2 separate regions of the Mus musculus genome follow, and region 2 is linked to region 1. The links are chromatin contacts, called in public promoter capture Hi-C maps. All regions are on one chromosome and are shown on one strand. The core of a region is the stretch at or near the end of the contact, and the rest is flanking DNA. Distances in the headings are between cores, read along the strand shown. Region 1 holds the start of Ccdc65 (coiled-coil domain containing 65). Region 2 has its middle 14 kb from the start of Gm41398.

Region 1 (7,397 bases), core at 1,555-4,054:
CCTGACAAACCTCATCGATGTCCCCCCACAGCCCCCCAGATTCCCAAGGCTTCTCTGGGAAGGGCAGCAAGGTGGCCATCAAGGTCACCAATCCCAAAGCCAGGCTGTACAGGGAATACAGAGAATAGAAGGCCCATACACAGGCTTTATTTCTGCTTAAACCACAGGAACTTTAAAAGTGGGAGGTGGAGACACGCCGAGCCAAGGAAGCAGTTAAACCTAGGGAGGTAGAAGGAAAGAACTGATGCCACAAGGTTCTCTCTGACCTCCACGGGCATGTACCGCCCCCACACATACCATACACACAGGATTTTAAAGATTTATCATTTATACAGCATTCTGCCTGCATGTGTCTGCCGGCCAGAAGGGGGCGCCAGATCTCATTCTAGATGGTTGTGAGCCACCGTGTGGTTACCGGTAACCTCTGAGCCATCCCTCCAGCCCCCATACCCATAGGTTTTAAGAAATGGATGCATCAAAATCCCTTAAAAGATGAGAGTGATTCAGGAATTTCTTAAGAGCATATGCAGATCCGGGCTGATGGCACCTCCAATAATCCCAGTTTCTGGGAGGCAGAAATAGGAAGATTGCTAATTACAGCCATCTGGGCTACACAAGTCTGTTTCAGTCTCCTGTCTCTCTCCAAAAGAGCGTTAAGATGGCTGATTGAATGGTTTGGAAATCCAGAGTTGCTCTTACCTCTGTGAGGGAGGGCTTCCCGACCTTGTCCAGAGCCTCTGATGTTAAATCAAGGAGGCCAAACTGTTTGAATGAGGCAGTGGACTAGGCCAAAGCACCTACACAGGCAGGTGGATCTCTGTGAGTTTGAGGCCAGCCTTGGCTACATAGCAAGTTTCAGGACAGCCAGAGTTACAGAGTGAGACCCTTCAGAAAGAACAAAATATCCACACGAGAGTCCTCTCGGCTTCTGCCTGGAACTGGACAACCCTGGATAGGTCAGCTTCCTTCTCTGGAACTGAGCCTTCGGATACTGAAATAAAGGCGTGGGCCTGAGTTCAAGTTGCTGGTGATGCTGGCTGCCCCATAGGATTCAGAGCCTCTAAGGTAGGGGAGAAGAGTTACAGCTCAGAAATTCCTTTCTCATCTCAGTGACAGTGATTAGAACCAATAGGCCACGTTTGTCACAGCCTGTGCCTGGTGAAGGCTTGAAGGCTGATTAGGTAGATCCAGCTGTGTAGCTCACACCTGCCACTCCAGCAGTTGGGAAGTTGGGGTAGGAGGGTGGGGAGTTCACGGTTATCTATCCTGTTACGTGTGAGTCTGAGGCCATTATAGGAAAGCATGGCTTTGTCTCAAAAGTAATAATAATAGTAATAACAATAATAGGATACATGACTTTGTCTCAAAATAATAATTAATAATAATAGTAACAGCAGCAGCAATAACAACAATAAATAATAAATAATTCACTAGGCCCATTCTACCTAGGAAGGTCTGGAAGCCATCCCCGCCTGCTCTCTGGAGAGAGTGCATACTTTTTTTTTTTTCCCTTTTTCCTTTTCCTTTTCCTTCTTTTTTCCCTTTTCCCTTTCCCTTTTCTTTTTTCTTTCTTTCTTTCTTTCTTTCTTTCTTTCTTTCTTTCTTTTTTTTTTTGGGGGGGGGTCTTTTTGAGACAGGGTTTCTCTGTGTAGCCCTGGCTGTCCTGGAACTCACTCTGTAGACCAGGCTGGCCTTGAACTCAGAAATCCACCTGCCTCTGCCTCTCGAGTACTGGGATTAAAGGTGTGCGCCACCACGCCCGAGAGGGTGCATACCTTGATGACGCTGTCCTTACAGTCCACCACGCGTTCAAAGGTCTGGCTGAGGATCTCGATGTCTTGGTGAAGCTCTCTGGTCTTCACCTCCCTGAGGATGGTTCTCCACTGCGTGTTAATCTTATTAAGGTTTAGAGCGCTGTTGTGTTCTTCTTTGGCCAACTTGTCCTGAGGGAGGAGTAATCACATGCGTTTCAGCCAAGGCGAAAGGTCCACCTCGGTGCTATCGATACCACGCTGAAAAATACCAGTCCCCGTGTATTCTCACAAACAAAGCCCTTGGCAGCCAACACTCGGGGGCTCCTGTTTGTGGTTTCCAATGAATGGGTTCCCTTCAGGGTGAAGCATCAGAGAAGAGTTTCTAACGACCCCACTCCAGACCCAACCTCAGAATTCAAGACAGCTGAATTTGGACACCTGACAGCATCCACTGTCCTAATTCTGGGGGCTCGGTTGATACTGCCAAACTCAATTCTCCCCTCCCCCATGTTTCACAGAGAATGCCCTAGGCAAAAACCAATGTTGTCTGAAGCCCATGTATTTTGGGACCAAGGACTTCAGAGGGATAGGAAAGGATGAAAATGAGCCTGCCACAAGGACGCGACCCCAGGCAACGGTACCAGTGCATGGGCGGTGGGTTTGGGGGTTTGGGGGTTTGGGCAGGACACACTGCAGACGAGCATCACCTTCAAGAACTGGGTGAGGAGTCTCTCTTTCTTCTTGGCTGCCTCTTCGTCAGCCAGCATCTTTTGCTGAAATATAAGCAGCTGATCTTCCTCGGACAGGGGTGCCTTGGGCAACTTGGGCTTTTTTCCTTTTTTAGACATGGCTGGGCTGCGGACTGGGTCCGGGCAAGGAGCCTCTGCCTGCTGCTACGAGCCACTTGTGAGGAATTAGAAAGAAAAACTTCCCATAGACAGGGAGGGACCTTCTGGAGCTAAGGTAATGGGGCCTTAGACCTCTGTCCTCCACGCCAAGAGTGCTCAGGCGACACCCGACTCCCAGCTGGAGAACAGAAAGACGCATCTTGTCTCCTAGCAACAAGGACCTTCGCTAAGACCGCGGGGTGAGAAATAGGGAGGCAGCATTACTTCAGCGCCCCCTGCATGCCGGAGGACCGCAGTCAGTTCTTTTAAGTAGGCTTTTTTTTTTTTTTTTTTTTTTTTTAAATCAAGAACCCTAGTCTCTCTTAAAAAAATAATAAATGTCTTCAAATAGTTTTTCCATTTTACTTTTTAATTTGGTGTATGCCTGGTTTGTCCACGTGTGTGTCTGAGCACCGTGCGCATGCCTGGTGCCTGCAGAGGTCAGAAGACAGCATCGGATTTCGTAGAACAGGTCAAAACCACTTACACATACATACAAATAATGAGATGGTTCACTGGGTAAGGGAGGTACTGCCAAGCCCAATGGTCTGAGATCACAAGCACCTGGAACCCCAGTTTCAGGAGATCAAAACACGCCTTTCTGGCCTCGGTGGACGCTGCATTAACGTGCACAAACACACATACACATAAAATATTTAAAAATATTTTGTAAATTGTCTCCTTAGTGATAGAGAGATGGCTCAGAGGCAAAGAGCACTTGCCACTCTTGCAGAAGACCTGGGTTTGGTTCCTAGCACCCACATGGGCAGCTCATGACTGTTCATAACTCCAGTCCCAGGGGATCTGACTCCCTCATCTGACCTCTGTGGACATGGGGTAGACACATGGTCCACACATATACATGCAAGAGAAACGCAAATACACATAAATAAATCTTACTAAAAAATTAAGACAGTGTTTCAGTGTAGCCCTGGATGGCCAGAAACTCACTGTATAGATAGAAATCCATCTACTTCTGCCTCGCCCCACATCCCCCACCCCCAGTGCTTGGATCAAATGTAGGAGTCATCACTTCCAGCTTAAATTTGTTTCTCTCTCTCTCTCTCTCTCTCTCTCTCTCTCTCTCTCTCTAAATGTGTGAGTGCTTCATTTGCATGTATACCTGCTTGCCTGAAGAAGGCATCAGACCCCATGACAGATGGTTGTGAGTTGATGGGAATTGAACTCAAGATCTATGGAAGAGCAGCCAGTGTTCTTAACCGCTGAGCCATCTTTTCAGCTCCTTTTTTAAAAAAGATTTATTTATTTATATGTAAGTACACTGTAGCTGTCTTCAGACACTCCAGATGAGGGAGGTTGTGAGCCACCATGTGGTTGCTGGGATTTGAACTCCGGACCTTCGGAAGAGCAGTCAGGTGCTCTTACCCACTGAGCCATCTCACCAGCCCTCTTCAGCTCCTTAAAAAAAATTTTTTTTTAACCCTACTTTTCAAGGGCAAAATCTGTGGCTAACAAAAAGATGTACACCAGTGCACACTCCCTCCTAGGAATATCTGCACCTGAAGCAGCATCGAAGCCCCCAATCACACACTGTGACCTCCAGGCAGCCAGCTGTGCCCTTCTCATGCCTGCTCTTCAGTCTTCTGTCTCTCTCTTGTGTCTCTGTCTGTCTGTCTGTCTGTCTGTTTTTCTGTCTCATCAGTAAGCCAGCTTTTCCTCACTCTGACTCATCCTGGAATTCTTTTCTGTGGTAGACATAGCCAAGAGGACCTGAGTTAGAAGAAGTCCCCATAGCTTCCCCGGAGCCTCCTTAGGCTGCTCTGATCACATCACTGAGCTGTAGTCCCTGCTGGCGGTGACAGTATTATTGTGAATGTTATATGAGACATTTAGGAAAACAAAGCTACAAAGGCAAAAAAGTAGGGAACTGTTGCAACCCCAACGTCTACTAACAGGTACTTGGGTGTTTGTGACACATCCCTTTAATCCCAGCCCTCAAGAGACAGAGGCAGGTGGATTTCTGAGTTCGAGGACAGTCTGGTCTACAGAGTGAGTTTCAGGATAGCTAGAGATACACAGAGAGACCCTGTCTTGAAAAGAGTAGAGGTAGAACCCTTGGGAAGTGATGAAGTTTGGACTACCATGAAAGTGCACTCCCTGGATTGGATCAGTGTCCTTAGAAGAGAAAGAGGCTGGACTGGGAGATAGCTCAGTACTTATGAGCAAGCACTGGCTGGTCTTCTGGAGTACCCAGGATCAATTCTTGGCACCCACAGGACTGCTAACAATCATCTCACTTCTTCTTCAGGCCTCCTCAGGTCCCAGGCATGTTTGTGGTACACGGACATATATGTAGACAAAACAACAACAACTAAATTCAAGAAGAAGAAGAAGAAGACAGAGACAAGTGCTGTCTCTTGGGGTCTTTGAATATACCAGAAGACAGCCTTCCAGGGGTTTCCTTTACAGATTCCAGATCTCTCAGCTCTGTATTAGTAGACTTCTTGGTCTCTAGACTGTAAGCAGTAAGTGCTTGGGCTGGAGAGATGGCTCAGTGGTTAAGAGCACTGACTGCTCTTCCAGAGGTCCTGAGTTCAATTCCCAGCAACCACATGGTGGCTCACAACCAACCATCTGTAATGGGATCTGATGCCCTCTTCTGGTGTGTCTGAAGACAGCTACGGTGTACTTATATATAATAAATAAATCTTGAGAGAGAGACAGAGAGAGACAGAGACAGAGAGAGAGAGGGAGGGAGAGAGAGAGAGAGAGAGAGAGAGAGAGAGAGAGAGAGAGAGAGAGAGAGAGAGAGAGAGAGAAAGAGAGAGAGAGAGAGAGAGAGAGAGAGAGAGAAGTCATTGAAGATGTGTGTGGTGGTGACTACACCACTTTAGCCTCAGCACTCAAGAGGCAGAGGCAGGTGGATCTCTGTGAGTTCATGGCCAGGTTGGTCTATATTAGAAGTTCCAGGGCTACCTAGAGATACTCAGTCTCAGCAAACAAACAAAAGAACAAAAAATCACTGGGGCCCTGAAGCCATGACTAGTGGCCATGTGTGGCTCTTGCAGGGGATGCTGGCTGGGTTCTTAACTATCACATGACAGTTTACAACCATCAGTAACTCCAGTTCCAAGGGTCTGATGTCCTTTTCTGTCCCCTTCCAGCAATACCTGCAAGTGCTATAACATATGCATGCAGGCAGAACATGCCTCTATGTAATCATTATGCTTTATTAACACCATCACCACTATCATTTTTGTTTGTTTATTTGAAGGGTCTCTATGTAGCCCAAGCTAGCCTGGAGCTTGCTATGCAGACCAGGCTAACCATGAACTCACAGAGATCCATCCGCCTCTCCCTCCCCAGTGTTGGGATCAAAGGTGTTCGTCATCATGCCTGGCTGACGTCTTATGAGCAAAACAGTTACACCAAAGTGCAACAGCAATACTTACAGTTCTCCGTTCTCTACCAGGTCTTATGGTCACATTTGTTATAATCACCTCCTCTTCTCCACACGTGGGAACTTCTAGTTTCTTTAGAAAGCTGGTTATGTCAAATGATGTTTTGTCAGGGCACACAGGAGAAAGGATGTTTGTCTATAGCAGACACGTGAAAGGATGCTTGGTGAAGGAGTATAAATCTGACCCCACCGGCAGTGGGGGATGAGCGCTGAAGCATTAATTTGGTTTGCTCTGTCTTGTCGTTCTTTGCTTTGCTAATGACAGGTATGTATTGGTTCACCCGACATAGTGTTGTTGAGCTCACTTGTGGTAATGCAGTCATTGAGAGAAACCCGCCCAAGAACTGCTTGTGACATTCCTGCAGCAGCTTGTCCCTTCCATGGCCTCGCCTCAGGCCAGTTGGTGAGCCTTGCGGTTTTCAGGATTGAACTACAGTTGTCGGTTCGTGCCCCGTGTCTGCCTGCCTAGAGGACTGGTCTGCAGCTGCTCAGTCGTATTTGGTGTTTGCTATGGGATTGAACTGCTGCCAAAGAAGATGGAGCTCACCCCTAAAGAACTATTGCTAAACAGATCCACTTCCCCCATATCCTAATAATTATTCTCTTCCACTACCTCTACTGGGTGGTGGGCTAGAGGGGAGGGAGGTTCAACCCCATTTAAAAATAGGTTGCAAAAAAATGTATGCCTCCACTGTGCATTCTGCATTGCGCTTGCATACACTAAGCATCTATACAGGCCATGCTTGCTTATCTGCTGGGATTTCTGAAGGATCTGGGCTCCTCGCTGTTCTGACTACACTGTTGTCATTTTTCCACTTGCCTTTGCCACTGACAAGGCACGATTAGGCGAGGCCCTAAGAGACGTTGTTCTGCATTTCAGACTTCTTCTTCTTACCTCCCTTCATCACACAGTAGTGTTCCAGTTTCTCCTGCGTGATGGAGATCAGTTATTTCCAACAACACCGTAACTCTGCTCTTGGTCTGCTGATTCAAAGTCATAAAGAGCTCAAAGTAGCGGAGGCTCAGTCTCACCTTCTGGTTCTATAAAATCACTGTGTATCTCCCAAGGGAAGCTTTCCTCCCTGGAGCGAGACAAGCAGAACGGGGGAACAGGAAAATGTTTGCTAGGGAATCAGTGAGCCGTGTCCTGCCACTCCTCCCAGTCCTAGCTCCTCCATCTCTTTTCTCTTTTCTGCCTTCTTTCCCTCTCTTTCTTCATGCCTCATTTCTTTTCTTTTTTGAAATGTGCTGTCTTGTAACCCAGACTGGCTTCATTATGTAGCTAAGGATGTCCTTGAACTCCCGATCTTTTTGTCTCCACCTCCCAAGTGTTAG
Region 2 (7,397 bases), core at 3,506-6,005, 300 kb before region 1:
ACATTTTGTTAAGCTGTATTTTCATTTTCATTCAGTTCAAAAATATTTTTAAAATTCCTAATGATGGCTCTTGGACTACTTTAAGGTCTGTTTAAATTCTAAATTCTTGGGGATTTCCCAATTACTGATTTTGCTTTTTCTTTCTTGTTTGATTCTTTAGGTTTTGTTGTGGTTATTGTTGCTGCTGTTTTTATTTTGTTTGTTGGTTTGGTTTTTTTGTTTGTTTGGTTGGTTATTTTGTTTCATTTTGTTTGGAGACAGAGTTTCATTACATAGTCCTGACAGATCTGGAACTCTCTATGTAGACCCCGCTGGTCTTGAACTCACAGAGGTCAACCTGTCATTTCCTCCTGAGTATTGAGAGGAAAGGCATGTGTTACCACACCTGGTTTATTTTGTTATTTTTATTTTGAGGCAGGTCTCATGTAGCCAAGGCTAGCCTCAAAACCCTGGTCTCCCTGCCTCCGTTTCCCTAGTACTAAGATTAGCTATAGCTATCACAACTATCTGAGCCATCTTGGAACTCACTCTGTAGACCAGGCTGGCCTTGAACTCAGAACTCAGAGACCTACCTACCTCTGCCTCCTGAGTTCTGGGACTAAAGGTGTGTGCCACCACCTTATTTACACACTTTTCACATTCTTTTTCATTTTAGTTTATTAAATAGACTAAGCTGTTCTAGAATCCATTATGTAGCCCAGGCTGGCCTCAAACTTTTTTTTTTTCATCATTTTGCTTTGATATGATTGTGACTGTGCCCTGATTTGCTGGAATTACAGTCCTCAGACACCACAGCCATCTTAAACCATCATTCTTTACTAATTTATTGTGAGTATGTATGTGAGCCTATAAGAGTTTCTGGGCAGGCTAGAGAGATGGCTCAGCCGTTAAGAGCACTCCTCTTGGGGGGTGGGGGGGGACATCACTCCTCTTCCAGAGGTCCCAAGTTCAATTCTCAGCAACCACATGGTGGCTCACAACCATCTGTAATAGAATCCGATGCCCTCTTCTGGTGTGTCTGAAGACAGAGTATACTCATATGAAAAAAAGAAAAGGAAAGAGAGAGAGAGGAAGAGAGAGAGAGAGAGAGAGAGTCTGTGCACTACATATGTGTAAGTACCCTCTGACCTGGTGGCAGGTCCCTCAGGAACTGAGGTTACTTGCCCAGTGTGGACGTCTGGTTCTCTCCACCACGATCTCCCTCAGCAGCACCTCGGTGGCGCCATCCTCCCCCTCCCACGCCCACATCCCCAGCGTCTCTGCCCCCATCTCTCTCCAGCCCCAGCTTTCACTCTTTTCCATCTTTCCCATTTTAAATGTTCCTTCTTAAGAACTGAAGTTGCTCGTTTTCCCAAGTCCAAAACTAGGCATCAATTTGGTGGTTAGAAATGGAGAAGAGGGAAGGGGTGGGGGTGGGGGTGGGGGTGGGGGTGGGAACCTTAGCCAAACAAAATATGTGGAATTTGAAATGGAAATGCTGTGGTGGGCCATTTGGAGCTGGGGGAAGCTTGGTTCTTTGTGCAGCAACTGCAGTTTTTAAAAAGTGCCTCTTGTTTGTTTGTTTTTGCTTTGCTTGCTTTTCTATGACCCTTCCCTTGGTTAACCTGGGGCTGTGTCAGTCACCGTTCCATTAGTTTTCTGTCAGTTAGTTTTGGGTTTTTCCCACACACACAGGATTTTTTTTTTTTTAAGTGTGCGTTGGTGTTTTGCCTGTGTTGAGGGTGTCTAATTTCCCGGAGTTACAGACATTTGTCAGCTGCCAAGTGGGTGTTGGGAATTGAACCTGGGTCCTCTGGAAGTGACCCTAACCACTGAGCCATCTCTCCAGCCCAGCAGCAGTCAGTTCTTTAATATTTCCCCCCAACTATTGGGGAGTGTACCCATGGCCTTGGCTTCAGCTGGTCTTGAGTTTGCTTTCCTTCTGACTCGGCCCCCCTGAGCAGCTGGGCCGATAGGCATGTCTACTAGGTGGTCTCGGTAATTTCAAAGATCCTTGATGCCTGCCACTGTTCTTCAGTGTCACCTCCAATCAACAATGACCTCTGTTCCACTCCTTATTTAGACGTCTTTGGTGTTTCTCTCCTTTTTTTAATTTTTTAAAAAAGATTTATTTATTAATTATTAAAAGGAAGTACACTGTAGCTGTCTTCAGACACACCAGAAGAGGGCGTCATATCTCATTACGGGTGGTTATGAGCCACCATGTGGTTGCTGGGATTTGAACTCAGGATCTTTGGAAGAGCAATCAGTGCTCTTACCCACCGAGCCATCTCTCCAGCCCAGTGTTTCTCTATTGTTCCTAAAAGTGTTCCTGGATCTGCCTGACTGCAGGTACTTATCAGCACTGTGGCTTTCTTTACTGCTTTTGTATGTATGTATGTATGTATGTATGTATGTATGTATGTATGTATGCATGTAAAGTATGTGTATGTATTTATCTATAACATGTACATAAGTATACTCTGTCTAAATGCACAATGTCTACAATGTACTTGGAAATTGAATGCTTTAAAATTATGCTTGTGCATTCGTGTGTGTGTGTGTGTGTGTGTGTGTGTGTGTGTGTGTGTGTGTGAACTAGTTCTCTCCTTCCAACTTTATGTGGTTTCTGGTATTCTAACTCAGCTTGTCAGATGGTGAGATGACTTATGGGGTAAAGATGCTTGCTGCCAAGAGAAACAACTCCAATTATAGCCCTAGGACACACATCATGTGAGAGAGTCAGCGCCCTCAAGCTGTCCTCTGACCTTCACACACACACACACACACACACACACACACACACACACACACAGGAAACAAACTGGACTGGAGAGATGGCTCACAAATTAAGTAAGAGCCCATACTGCACTTTCAGAGAGCCTGAATTTGGTTTCCAGCACCCATGTCAGAAAGCTAACAGTCACTCACCCAACCCCAGCTCCCGAGGACCTGCCACTCTCTTCTGGTCTCCACTATACTAAATCCATAAGTACAAACCCACATGCAGATATCACACTTGTATCCATAATCTAACGTTTAAAAATAGATAAATAAGGGCTGGAGAAGCCGGGCATGGTGATGTACGCCTTTAATCCCAGCACTTGGGAGGCAGAGGCAGGCGGATTTCTGAGTTCGAGGCCAGCCTGGTCTACAGAGTGAGTTCCAGGACAGCCAGGGCTATACAGAGAAACCCTGTCTCAAAAAATAAATAAATAAATAAATAAATAAATAAATAAACAAACAAATAAAAATTAAATAAATAAACAAGGGCTGGAGCTCTGATAGGAGTTCTCCCTGGACCGAGGAGATCAAGGAGGAGGTGGCAGAAAGTCTAGGCATCTGAAGAACACGTGCTGAGGTAACACAGAGAAGGCAGCGCCTCTGAGAACCAGGGTTTTCTTCCCAGACTGGGGTTCACCTTGTGCATGCTGGGTAAGCCTTCTACCGCTAAGCCATTCTGTCCCTGGCCTTTCTGCTTTTTAAACATTTGTGTATTTATTTGGGTGTGTGGTGTGTGTTCATGACTTGAGTGTGACAGTCACAGGACAACTTGCAGGAGTCAGTTCTCTCCTTCCACCACGAGGATCTTAAGACTCAAGCAGGCTCCATAGCAAGTAAGCACCTTTACCCCCAGCAGCCATCTCTCCGACAGAGATCTGCCTGCCTCTGCCAAGTGCTGGGACTAAAGACATTTGCTAGCAAACTCTTTTTTCACTTCTATTTATTTTTAAAGATTTATTTATTATTATGTATAAGTACACTGTAGCTGTCTTCAGACACACCAGAAGAAGGTGGTGTCAGCTCTCATTACAGATGGTTGTGAGTCACCATGTGATTGCTGGGATTTGAACTCAGGACCTTCGGAAGAGCAGTCAGTGCTCTTAACCACTGAGCCATCTCTCTCTAGCCCTTAACTTTTTTTTTTATTCATATGAGTACACTGTAGCTGTCTTCAGACACACCAGAAGGGGGCACCAGATCCCATTACAGATGCTTGTGAGCCACCATGTGGTTGCTGGGAATTGAACTCAAGACCTCTTGAAGAGCAGTCAGTGCTCTTAACTACTGAGCCATCTCTCCAGCCCTTAACTTTTTATTTTGAAACAGGTTCTCAACAAGCTGTCCTGACTGAATATACACTTACTGATAACCCAGGTAGGCCTTGAACGTGTGAACCTCTTGCCTCAGCAGCCCAAGTAGGTAGGATTACACGGAACATCTGGCTCAGGGATCTGTGATATTGTTTGTTTGTTTGATGGATGACTGATCTATGCAGCTCAGTTCCTGAACTCCTGCCTCAAGTGATCTTTCCACCAAAATCGCTTATCTCTGGGATCTTAACACTTCAATCTAAGGCTGGAGAGATGGCTCAGCGGTTAAGAGCACTGACTGCTCTTCCAGAGGTCCTGAGTGCAATTCCCAGCAACCACATGGTGGCTCACAAACATCTGTAATGGGGTCTGGTGCCCTCCTCTGGTGTGTCTGAAGATAGCTACAGTGTACTCACATACATAAAATAAATAAATCTTACAAAAACAAAACATCAATCTTCTTTATACTTTTCAGAGAATAGTCACAAACTCTCAAAGCCCTATTATAGAACAAGCTGAAGGTCGAGGGAAAGGTCATCTCTAAAGAATTTTCCCTTGCTTGTTGCCAAGCACAAATATCTGAATTCTGAGTTCAGTTGCTGAGCCTTTTATAGGAAGCTCTGAAGAGTGTTGCAGAGAAGGGTTTAGGTATCAGGAAGAGAGTGGTAGGCAGCTCCTGTGGGTGTGGCTTGTTCTAGTCATAAAGTCTTTCAAGTCAGCAAATCAGAGAAGTCCAGAAAAGCAGAGAGGAAAAAACATCCTGGTTACGGCTTCTCTGTGGCCACAGCTGGGGCTGAGAGAGGGTGAGGTGTCAAGAGCCCTGAAGAGCCCTGAAGAGCCCTGCTTCGCTTCTGCAGCTGTGCTCCAACAGAGGCTCCGGAGGCGCGACAGAAGAGAAGCTCAGTTCTACTCAAGGTCAACAAACTGCTTGCTTCAACTCAAGACTTCTATACGAAGCCGGGCGTGGTGGCGCACTACTTTAATCCCAGCACTCGGGAGGCAGAGGCAGAGGCAGGCAGATTTCTGAGTTCGAGGCCAGCCTGGTCTACAAAGTGAGTTCCAAGACAGCCAGGACTACAGCCCTGTCTCGAAAAAACAAAAAACAAAACAAAACAACAACAACAAAAAACCCATTTATACGGAGTTAATACGAGGGAAACATAAAAGAAAGACATTAGCTATCTCCTTTAGGGTTCACAATTTGAAATGCAAAACTAGTTTCCTCAGAATAAAACATACACTGGCACACGTGTGCACATGTACACACACACACACACACACACACACACACACACACACATACATTTGTTTGTTTTCAGACAGGGTTTCATGGAGCCAATTCTGGCGGTTACTATGTAGCCCAAAATGACTTTAAACTTTTGATCTTCCTGACTCTACCTCACAAGTTTTGGGATTGCAGGTGTCAACTGCATTCAGTGCTTTGTTTTCTTTTGTTTGTTTGTGTTTTGGTTAGATAAAGTCTCTGTCGTCCAGACTGACTTAGAATACGCTATGTCATCTAGTATGACCTCAAAGTTGTGGCAATTCTCCTGCCTCAGCTTCCTTTTTTAAAAATATTATTTATTTATTTTTATTTACACGAGTACACTGTAGCTGTCTTCAGACACACACCAGAAAAGTGCATCAGATCTCATTATGGGTGGCTGTGAGACACCATGTGGTTGTTGGGAATTGAACTCAGGACCTCTGGAAGATCAGCCAATGCTCTTAACTGTTGAGCCATCTCTCCAGCCCCCTGCCTCAGCTTCCTAAGTGATAGAATTATAGGCATGAGTCACTGTGCCTGGCTTCTTTTTTAATTTCAATTTAATTTTATTATTACAGAGTCTCACTATGTATCCCTGGCTGGACTAGAACTTGCTATGAAGACCAGGCTGACCTGGTCTTCAGAATCATCTGCCTGCTTCTGCCTCCCGAGTGCTGGGATTAAAGGCCCATGCTGCTACCCCACCCACTTTTATATTTTATATATGTGAGTACACTGTAGCTATCTTCAGATACACACCAGAAGAGGGCATTGGATCCCATTGCAGATGGTTGTGAGCCACCATGTGGTTGCTGGGAATTGAACTCAGGACCTCTGGAAGAGCAGTCAGTGCTCTTGACAGCTGGGCCATCTCTCCAACCCCCCACCCTCAATTTTATTTTTAAAGACTTATTTTTAGGAGCTGGGGAGTTGGCTCAACAGTTGTTAGCACTTACTGCTCTTTCATAGTACCTGAATGCAGTTCCCAGCAACCCTGTTAGGTAGCAGATACCCTTGTGCTCTTCCAGTTTCAGGCAGATCTGCCTCTGGCCTCCAAGAGCACCTGTACCCACACAATATACATAATTAAGCTGGGCATGGTGGCACACGCCTTTAATCCCAGCACTTGGGAGGCAGAGGCAGGCGGATTTCTGAGTTTGAGGCCAGCCTGGTCTACAGAGCGTATCCCAGGACAGCCAGGGCTGCACAGAGAAGCCCTGCTTGAAAAAAGGAACCAGGGGCTGGTGAGATGGCTCAGTGGGTAAAAGCACCCGACTGCTCTTCCGAAGGTCCAGAGTTCAAATCCCAGCAACCACCCGCAACAAGATCTGACTCCCTCTTCTGGAGTGTCTGAAGACAGCTACAGTGTACTTACATATATTAATAAAATAAATCTTAAAAAAAAAAGAAAAAAGGAACCAAAAGTAAAGGAAAAGGTAAACTCACAGCAAGAAAACTGTCGACATCAGCAGCTTTCCTGAGGACAAGAATAGAGCTGGCGTGGGGGCATCCATCTTTAATCCCAGAACTGAAGCGACAGAGGCAGGGGCAACTCTGTGAGGTCAAGGCCAGTCTGGTCCATGGGTGAACAACAGCAACAACAAAGTACACAAATAGGAAAACAGAACAGAGCAATGAGAGGAGGAGATCAAGCCAGCAAGGAGGTCAGCAGACATGGCGGGCAAGTGGTCACACGGTCAAGGAGGGAGGGAGGAAAGGAGGCCAAAGTAGCAGAAAAGTATACTTGGGGTCAAGCCAGCTTCCAGAAAAAAAAGAGACAGGGAAAAAAAAAAAAAAGAAAGAAAGGAAGGAAGGAAGGAAGGAAAACGAAAATTTTTGCTTTATTTATTTATTTATTTATTTTTGTAGGAATCATCTTTTATTGGGGGAGGGTTCATCAATTCTTTTTTTTTTAATTTATTTATTATATGTAAGTATACTGTAGCTGTCTTAGACACTCCAGAAGAGGCATCCAATTTCGTTACGGATGGTTGTGAGCCACCATATGGTTGCTGGGATTTGAACTCAGGACCTTTGGAAGAGCAGTCGGTGCTCTT

Evidence for each region. Promoter capture Hi-C pulls out the DNA fragments that hold promoters and counts their contacts.
Region 2: a contact with region 1 is called in a promoter capture Hi-C map of the HPC-7 cell line. The contact joins the enhancer-like site here to the promoter of Ccdc65 in region 1. A contact is called at or near these places in 10 of 39 promoter capture datasets (the C10 cell line, the HPC-7 cell line, cranial neural crest and 7 more) and 1 of 115 datasets of contacts at active chromatin or transcription factors (pancreatic cancer cells).

What each region holds. Positions count from the first base shown.
Region 1 is chr15:98,703,601-98,710,997 of GRCm38.p6, reverse strand. Ccdc65 (coiled-coil domain containing 65) reads right to left here and starts at 2,804. Exons shown (of 8, transcript NM_153518.2): 1 at 2,462-2,804; 2 at 1,776-1,943. The coding sequence starts at 2,602.
Region 2 is chr15:99,006,404-99,013,800 of GRCm38.p6, reverse strand. No RefSeq gene overlaps it. Among named protein-coding and RNA genes, the nearest start is that of Gm41398, 14 kb to the left of the region's middle. Within about 2 kb of position 4,755, at least 91 of the 459 cell types and tissues checked have an H3K27ac peak or open chromatin away from gene starts, as enhancers often do. A contact at or near this core is called in the HPC-7 cell line, where this site is marked.